Linked DNA regions of Gasterosteus aculeatus: region 2 is linked to region 1. The links are chromatin contacts, called in public Hi-C maps. All regions are on one chromosome and are shown on one strand. The core of a region is the stretch at or near the end of the contact, and the rest is flanking DNA. Distances in the headings are between cores, read along the strand shown. Region 1 holds the start of dut (deoxyuridine triphosphatase). Region 2 overlaps LOC120832530 (SHC-transforming protein 1).

The links. Hi-C and Micro-C count contacts between places; a contact is called where the count stands out from the background.
Region 2: a contact with region 1 is called in a Hi-C map of skeletal muscle, with 4 times the contacts expected there. The contact joins the enhancer-like site here to the promoter of dut in region 1. A contact is called at or near these places in 6 of 6 Hi-C or Micro-C datasets (blood and trunk muscle, liver, skeletal muscle and 2 more).

The regions. Positions count from the first base shown.
Region 1 is chr12:19,961,566-19,966,167 of fGasAcu3.hap1.1, forward strand. It overlaps dut (deoxyuridine triphosphatase), which reads left to right and starts at 3,242. Exons shown (of 7, transcript XM_040167962.2): 1 at 3,242-3,836; 2 at 4,326-4,491. The coding sequence starts at 3,833. It overlaps slc12a1 (solute carrier family 12 member 1), which reads left to right. Exons shown (of 26, transcript XM_040167898.2): 22 at 122-233; 23 at 893-979; 24 at 1,127-1,262; 25 at 1,350-1,417; 26 at 1,513-2,642. The coding sequence ends at 1,648.
Region 2 is chr12:20,024,178-20,028,281 of fGasAcu3.hap1.1, forward strand. LOC120832530 (SHC-transforming protein 1) reads right to left here. Exons shown (of 13, transcript XM_040198905.2): 11 at 3,732-3,813; 12 at 3,511-3,658; 13 at 857-3,292. The coding sequence ends at 3,164. Among protein-coding and RNA genes, the nearest start is that of fbn1, 9.8 kb to the left of the region's middle. Within about 2 kb of position 2,099, at least 2 of the 9 cell types and tissues checked have open chromatin away from gene starts, as enhancers often do.

The DNA.
Region 1 (4,602 bases), core at 1,992-4,491:
ATAAACTATAAGTTATAAACGTCGGATGTGGTATCAGTTGAGCCCTGGCTGAAGTTTCATCTGTAATGTAAAATTACCAGGATACATATTGAACAATAGCACCAATTGCAATGTCTCTCAGGTCTCACCCTGCTGCTCCCGTACATCCTCACCACCAGGAAGAAGTGGAAGGACAGTAAACTGAGGATCTTCATCGCAGGGCAGCCTGGACGCTGTGAACAGGACAAGCAGGAGTGAGTCAAAAAATACAATATAGATTTGATCTTAAAGCTAGAGTTGTTAAGTTCTTTATTCCGGGTTCATTGTGTCACATTCTAGACTGGTTTGCACAGCTGCCGACACTGTATAGCAACCCAAAACAAAGGAAGAAGCAAAGCATTTCAGAGATGTGGAAAAAGTATCGTTATTGGCGCCCAAAGGCTCATGGCGGCAGCTAGCCGAGGCTAATCTATTAGCTATATTTTCCTCTGTTTGCCTAATAGTTTGCTATCGGTTTTACAATCACAAACGGGATGACGTATTAAGTTAATGATTACTCTTCAATGGATGATGTTTACAACATGAACCAATGCATGAAGTGCATTATTAAGCTCATGCTCGCCTGCTTGGAGGCTCTGACAGGTTGGAGAGAGCTGCAGGTTGTGGAGTATATTTTCTGTTTCCGCCATTTCCAGAAGAGTGCCTACTCTGGGGTACCAATTGAATTACAATATGAAGAAAGGTCATTATGGAATGATGCCATAAAGTATATACTTCATACCCCAGCTTTTAATTAATTGTGAAAATCCTGATCTGAAGTTTCATAAGCCAACAACATTTAGCATTAACTTCAAATAAATATCATCATATATATAATGGTTCTTCCGTGTGTGATCGTCTGTCTGTCTCTCAGGATGAAGTCTCTGGTGGAAAAATTCAGAATTAACTGCACGGACATCAATGTCATTGATAGCATCAACGTCCCGCCGAGCGCTGACAGGTAATTGACGGTTGTGAGAGCAACAGCGGACCAGATGTTGCTGCGGATACGGTCAACTTCAATCACCTCAGAGTATCTGCATGTTATGAGAATACAAAAATGGATATTTTCCAGATTCAGCTCATGCTCTTATCTGCTTCCTTCCAGCTATAAGAAGTTAGAGGACATGATTGAGCCTTTCTGCCTGCATGAGGCGTCTAGAGACACCGCTCAGGCTGGAGCCATGAGGAAAGAGCACCCCTGGAAAATCACCGACCAAGAGCTGAGCACCTTTGAGGAGAAGGTAAAACCACTGACATTTGGTATTTTGGTTTGAAGCTCTATGAGTTTGTAAATGAACTGTTGGAAAGTAAACGCTGCTGTTTTACAGACCAACCTCCAGGTACGACTGAACGAGGTGCTTCAGGAACACTCTAAATCAGCCAATCTGATCATTGTGTAAGTACAGCCAACTGTCGCCTGCATAACGCGGAAGCTTTGTACAACATATCGGTGTTTCTAACGCGCTCTCCGTGTGCCGTCACCCCCTGCAGGAGCATGCCCATTGCTCGTAAGGAGTCTGTCTCGGATTTCCTCTACATGGCCTGGCTGGACATTCTGACAAAGGACCTCCCGCCCACCCTGCTCATTAGAGGCAACCACAAGAGTGTCCTAACGTTCTACTCCTGAGCACCACGCATGTATCAGCTAACCTTTAAATGAGATTAATGGAAGTACCACAATTGTGGACCGTGTCCATCAAGCGCACCAGACCCTTGTTGTTTAGGCCAACGATATAACACACAAGCAGTTTCAGTCAACCCTGATGAAGGCATTCACACTGACGGTGCTAAGACGAAAAAGTGCAAGAAATATTTCAAAAGAAAACACAGAAAAGTTGGTCAGCTGGTGTATACCTAAAAAATCGTTTTCAGACACAGCAAAATATTTACCCATTACCAGTTTTCATCACCTTTGTCCGGACTGTGCCTTTTCCGTGTGGCAAGTTTTGCCAGCGTGCCAGTAGACTGTGTGGCTACCGGTGTAATTTCTCAGGGTTTTGTATGAATGCCGCCAGTAAGGAACAAGGAACTAGTTTTAATAAAGAAAAATGTATTTTTGACATTCCGCTTGTAACGTCTGAATGTAAAATTAGGAGCTCCGGCAAAGTTTAACCTCTTTGGAGTACAGGAAAAAAGGTGCAATGCTCAGATTGTTAATGTATATATAAAACGAAAAGCTAATTATTTTTGGTTTGGAACAAAGTTTGACCAAACGTCTTTCTAACTAAGATCAGCCGAGAGAACAAAGCCAAAGACACAAAGCTTCTTTTCAATGGTTTCACTGCGTGACTTTGTTGCCTGCTGCATTGATTGTAAAATAAATGTACATAGTAGATGTTTCTTAAATGATTGAGTCCATTGTTTTAATGGTTCCATTCATTTTGAAGCATTCCTTGATATTCACTGGGTTTATAATATTCATCTGTTTCACCGTTTGACATTGTGCAGGCTACTGTTTAAATATTTAAATACGTTTAATGTTAATACCACAACACATGTTTTGTTTAAGGAAAATGGAAAAAAAACTATTTTTCTGTAAATTGTGCCATGTTCTTCTTCCTTGTAATTATATCATCTTGATTACATCGTATAAAGAAATAAAAAAATGTTGAGCTGCTCAGATTCTTGTCTTGTCTGTCATTTATTCGGTAAGTTGTTGAGATAATGTCAGATATTGTTTTTCTACAGAAATATGTCAGGATACTGGTAACTCGCTTGTGACACAAACTATTGTACCTTACTTGAGTACTTTCATTAGCTAAAACTATCATTATAAATATTTGTAAAAGTGTGTTCAATATCACCACTGATGTTCAAACTTGCTGACTCAATATTTTAGAATCTGACTTTATCTTAAGTGATAGAGTTTAAGGAGAAAGTTGTTAAAAGTCAATATAATGATTAGATTGTATAATTAGGAGCAGATAGAAACATTATTAATACAAAGGTAAATAGCATAGCAATGTGCAATGTTTTTTCAGTGTCTTTTGGTTATTGATTCTGTTCTATCTTTCGGGCCAAAGGTAGAAAGATGACAAGACAAAAATGCATAAATCTCTTTCCAGCTTTCTGTTTATAACAATGCTCTGGCCAAATGTCCACGCAATGCACCTTTGATGATCTTGGATATCTAATGCATAAGTGCACGAACAGATTCTAGTTTACCTTTCATTATTTCAGTTTTGTTTTTACAAATTAGTAAACGAACCAATCGCTGCACATTCAACGGTAAGCGCGATATCAAGTGTTCTCGATATTCCGACTCCCCTTTGCCGCAGTGCACGGCCCTGAAGAAGACCCCTGACTCAGTGTTGGGGAGAGGGAGAGAGAGAGAGAGAGAGAGAGAGAGAGAGAGAGAGGGAGAGAGAGAGAGAGAGAGAGGGAGGAGGAGCTGCATTGAAGGAAGGAGGCGGAGGAGGAAGAGGAGGTGCAGCGCATCAGCTGAGAGGATGTTAGCGCTAAGTTAGCTGTTAGCTTGTAGACGACGTTAGCTGTAACTATGACACGAACGCTGCTGAGACTAAGGGGTCTTCAGCGACAATGTTCTGCGGTTTTTCATTCTCCACGTCTCATAGGGAGGGACTTTCGTATTCAGACGCTTACTCTAAACAAAGGCAAGCGAGTTATTAGGATGGATAACGTTACCTTTAGCATTAGCGACATCTCAAGTGCTTATTGTTGTTGTTAGCTTTGCTAGCCTGCCTACTATGTTGTACTCAAAGCGGCTCTGGTTTTAGTGCTCTGCATTATGTATCCGTCATGCACTTTGACGTAAAGACAGCCAACACTACCTCTGCATTATTCTGGTGCAATGCGTAAGTAAAGCGAGGCTTAACATTACACACATACTGCATTATGACATTATTTCAATAGAGGTTAACGTTAACGGAAGTCTCGCGAGAACACGTTGTCATGCGACGTGATGACGAAAGGGTTTCCATAGTTACACAGCTTACTTACTTTCTTGCCGATTTAACGTTAACGTTGTATATAACAAAATATGACACCTCCATCTAGATTAGCACATGTCAATGTAGTATGTGACAGTTATGTATAAATGTGTATGGGCGCCTAAAGCTGCATTTCATCACGTTTTTTTGGAGGAGGAGGGGCTAATTTGGCGGACTTTCGGCGCGGGATATTTGATTCGAATACTGGACCCACCGGCGCAGAAGCTTCTGAACTCTCCAGTGGTCCAGTTGTGTTACCATTCGGCTCGGAAATAACTCGTATTTTGTCCGTCTAAGTATATCGGTGTACTCTCCGTCTTAACCGTGAGCCCTTTGCCGACATGCCCGTCCTAGAAGTCACTGGCGTTACTGATGCATCGGCTGTTTCTCCCTCGAAGAGGCCAAAGACCGAGACAAAGCCCGCGGAAAATGGAGCCGTCCTCAGGTTTGCAAAGCTCTCTGAGCACGCCACGGCCCCCACCAGAGGCTCGACGAAAGCAGCGGGATACGATCTCTACAGGTCGGTTTATACGTTTAATTCATACGACGTTTAGGTCTGCTGATTCAATTAATGTGAGCAGCGCATGGTTTTTGGATTTAAATGTCCGTATGATTCAAAAACCGATCGCAT
Region 2 (4,104 bases), core at 849-3,348, 61 kb after region 1:
CACTGCTGCTCTCGCTGAGTTGTTTTGGGCGAGGTCCGTGTGACTCAGAGAAAGTCCAGAGAGACGTAATAGACTCGGTCAAAAAAAAAAAAATCACCTGATTTTACGCTTTTGAATGCTTTCATGTTATTAGATGATAGTTGTATACGACTCTTGGTTTGCAGGGAGACACTTTCGTTTTGGCTACTGACTGAATCGGATACGAGGCAGATGTCATTTATCATCTTAACTTGAAGTGCATTCATTTCCTGCTATTGTAACACGCCAGATAAGCCCTCTTTTTGTCGCCCTGAGAGCTGAGGATTGTGGGAAGTTATGTGAGATCTGTGATTACATTTGACAGCGTAATCGGAACAGAAAGGCTTTTAGTGATGTTGTTCTGGAGATACCCCCTCGGTGTTTGCATCAGCCGCTGGTTCCCTGATCTGAGACCAACAAGCCGCTCTGAGGGTGATTAATGTGGGCGAGACCCTTCCGAGCCTCACGAGAGGACGACGAGGGCCACAGCCCGAAAAACCAGTTGCATACTTTTAGCACGCGGTCATCTTTCACTTCACCAAAAGTGACAGGCTGCTGAAAGCTGGGAAAAGTGGAGCAGCCAGTATTAAAGGTTTACACGTTAGTCAAAAGAACACTGGAAAGGTGAAAGAAAATGCAGGTCACTGCTGTTTAAATCACAGAGGAATGAAATCAGCACACAATCTTATTTTTAAAAGTATTTTAGAAATTTATCCAAAACCGTATTTAACTGATCAATAAAACATAAGACGCTAAAGGAAAATTAGCTTCTTTTTTTAAGGCCGATAGCGCCATCTTGTGGTTTAATAAATCCAGGCAGTTAAAAAAGTGGAAAAACTGATATTTACAAAGGAACATTTTAATCAACATGTGAAAAGTTACGTGACAAATACATTTAAAAATCACAATTAGATGCAACTGCATTTGATATGAATAAAAATAAAAAAAATCACCAGAAAATTCAAAAGACAAATATATTCAGCCTACTATAATAGAATAATATTTTTTTAATCTTTTTACCCTTTGCTGTCATCTAAATCGTTATTTTAGGAATCTTTTCAGTATTTGTTTGATGATTATTTTATCATGTTAGTTATTGCAGTACACACTGAATGTAAATTAAAAGGGTTATCGACGATGCCAATGAACTATTAATTAATATATTGTCTGTCACTCATGATTACACGCCCCTCCCAGTTGATGCATCGCCCCTTACAGCACATCAGGGTCAAAAGTCTGAATGTGAGAAAAAAAGATCCGAACGCGAAAAAAAGTTTTGAATTCGAAAATATAAGATTTGAATCTGAAATTAGAAAATATAATACAGTGAATATCAAAAATAAATACAAGGGGGGAATGAAAAAAAATATTTTATTAAAAAAAATTATAAAACAGTCCAAACTATATTCAACCCGAAAATACTTTTTGGGCACTTATTTTTATTTTGAATATATTGTTGTATTTTTCAATGTTCAAGAACAAAACTTTCAGGTTCACATTTGTTTCTCAAATGAACAAAACTTTTGACCTGGATTTGGCTCCATATATATCCTCCATGTCAATCATGTTTCCGCCTGTTCTTCCCCGGAAAAGGTCATTTTTATCCACTAAAGATTGCAGAAAAAACGGCCGGTGACCAAAACTTGTCATTCAAAATAGACTTTTGATCATGAGTTTCCATAGCAACTCTAGACGCGTTGGAATTAGCGGGGCGAGATCGCTAATGTTACGCGAGACGAGGGTACTTTATTAAGGTTAACTAAATTGTGTGACGTCATCTTCCTCCATAAATTAGCAGTGGTGGAAATAACTACCCTACCTGTTGAGTTAATTCTTGAACTGTTTGAGGTACGTTATGCTTTTTGCTTATAGGTCTTCCCCACGCAACTCGTCCTACATTCATTTTACTTTTTACAGATCATCTTTTTTCAATTATGAGTAACGTTACTTTTACTTTGTTTTTGTGTCTGCAAAACACTTATCCAAGTCACCTGACTGTTAAATCAATCCACTTTTCCTCTCTTGCGATCACATAGTGGTGAACACTGTTGGACACAGGAAATAGACTCCTACAAAATAAGACAGCAGATTTCACATTCGCGTCTACGCCACACGTGTAAGGTTAAATAAAACTGAAACACAATCTATAAATCATGTGACTAATGTGCAGTTTGCTGGCTGAAATAGATCTGGAAAATCAATACACTTCCCCCCGGGCTGCTCTTTCAAATATTGTTTTGTCCTTTTTGTACTACAAAATAAAAGAGGCATCCAGTACAAAAGTGAACGTGGGAAATGTCTTCAGACCAATGGGAGTGTGTTCACTGGCTACTTGTAACCTCAAAAGACATATTGGCTGCAGTAGGAAATATATAACTGCATCAATGTTTTTGCTTTTATTTCATTGGTAGGAATTAAATCTAGATATTGAATCGCTACATACAACTATGCAATGTTTGAAACGTTTACAGATGGAAAAAAAGGATGAAAATAAACATTTCAACGGGTTTTCTCGATGAAACATACCATGTCAGACGTGTGTCTCTGTTAACGTATAGTTGTATATTTAATTTTGTAACAAGTAGTAAAGTAGTAAATGTGTGCTGTAAGTTTTCCCTCAACTTGATGATAATTAGCTTATAATGAAGGATAAGGATAAATAAAGTTGTGTTTCTGTGGTTGGAGAACTAACAAGACATAAATTACAAAGAGAGCTGACTATTTGATAAACTTACTGGAAAAAAAACATTACTGTTTGCATATTTCCCATTTTTTCTGTTGTTGTGGACTGTTTACAAAAAGCATTTTAATTGGGATTCGAAAGTCAAGCAGGGAAAATGGGAACACGAAGCAACCGCAAAAAAAAACAAATGAACACGACGAATTCAGCAAGTCAAAAAGAATGATTGTGGAAGTCTTCCAACATTCTGGTAATTTTCTTGTCCCTGGGCTTGGATTTTGAGTAAGCACCAGCTAATTAATGATTGATTGATATATTCAGCCTGAGAGCGTTGGTATGTTCTGCAAAAGGTGTCCAAAGGTTTAAAGTTTTTTTTGCTTGTGGACAGCTCCAAAAGCAGAGAACTGCTGCTGCAGCTCAAACGTATGCATGCTATGAGTGTATGAGTGTGTGTGTGCGTGTGTGTTAGTGTCTTTGTAGTATCGGCTGTCTCAGACACAGCTCAATGCTTCCAGAGATGATGGGCATCTTGTTCTCCATGTGGAAACGCACCAGGTGACCAACACTCAAAAACACCTGATCGCGGGTCCGTACCTGCTTACGCAAAAACACACACACACACACACACACACACACACACACACACACACACACACACACACACACACACACACACACACACACACACACACACACACACACACACACACACACACACACACACACACACACAAAGTTTAACGTCAGAACCGGCTGCCACTTGCATCTGTACGTGCTTTGTGTATCTGATATCCAGCACCGAAGCCCTGTACCTGTCCAAGTGGATCCACCAGCAGCAGGTGACGCACGGTGGCTCCCTCCATCCCGCTGAGAACATACTGACCAGACGCAGAGCTGCTCTCTCTGACCAGAAAATCCCCGCTGCAGGTGAGAAGTGACTCCGCCTGATCCCTTCCCAATCTGGGATGGAGAACGTACACACATTTTTAAGTTGAGTGATTCAGAAGTGTAAAAGGAAAGCGATGTTGATTACCTGCCGTGGAACCAGACTTCCTCCTGGATCAGGTCCTGGATCAGTGTCTCAGAACGTTCACTGGTCTCACACGCCACTGACTCTGAAACAATAGAAGAAGAACAGAGCGGTCTTCAGCGGTGGGCCGCTACATTCAGTAGTCACTATAAACCAAGATGTCAACTTATTTTCAACTGGGCCGTTGTATAAAGTCTATAAACTTATTGTCGGTAGGGTTCGTTTGAGACTTTTCTTAAAATCGAATCTTCCAAATCAGCTCCAGTTCGAAAAACTCAAATTTCAACTGAGAGTTGAGATGTTTTAAAATGACTGCATTAAGTAGAGAAAATGGCAGATTCAATCCTGTTGAGTTTGATAACAATTCTGAATGTTT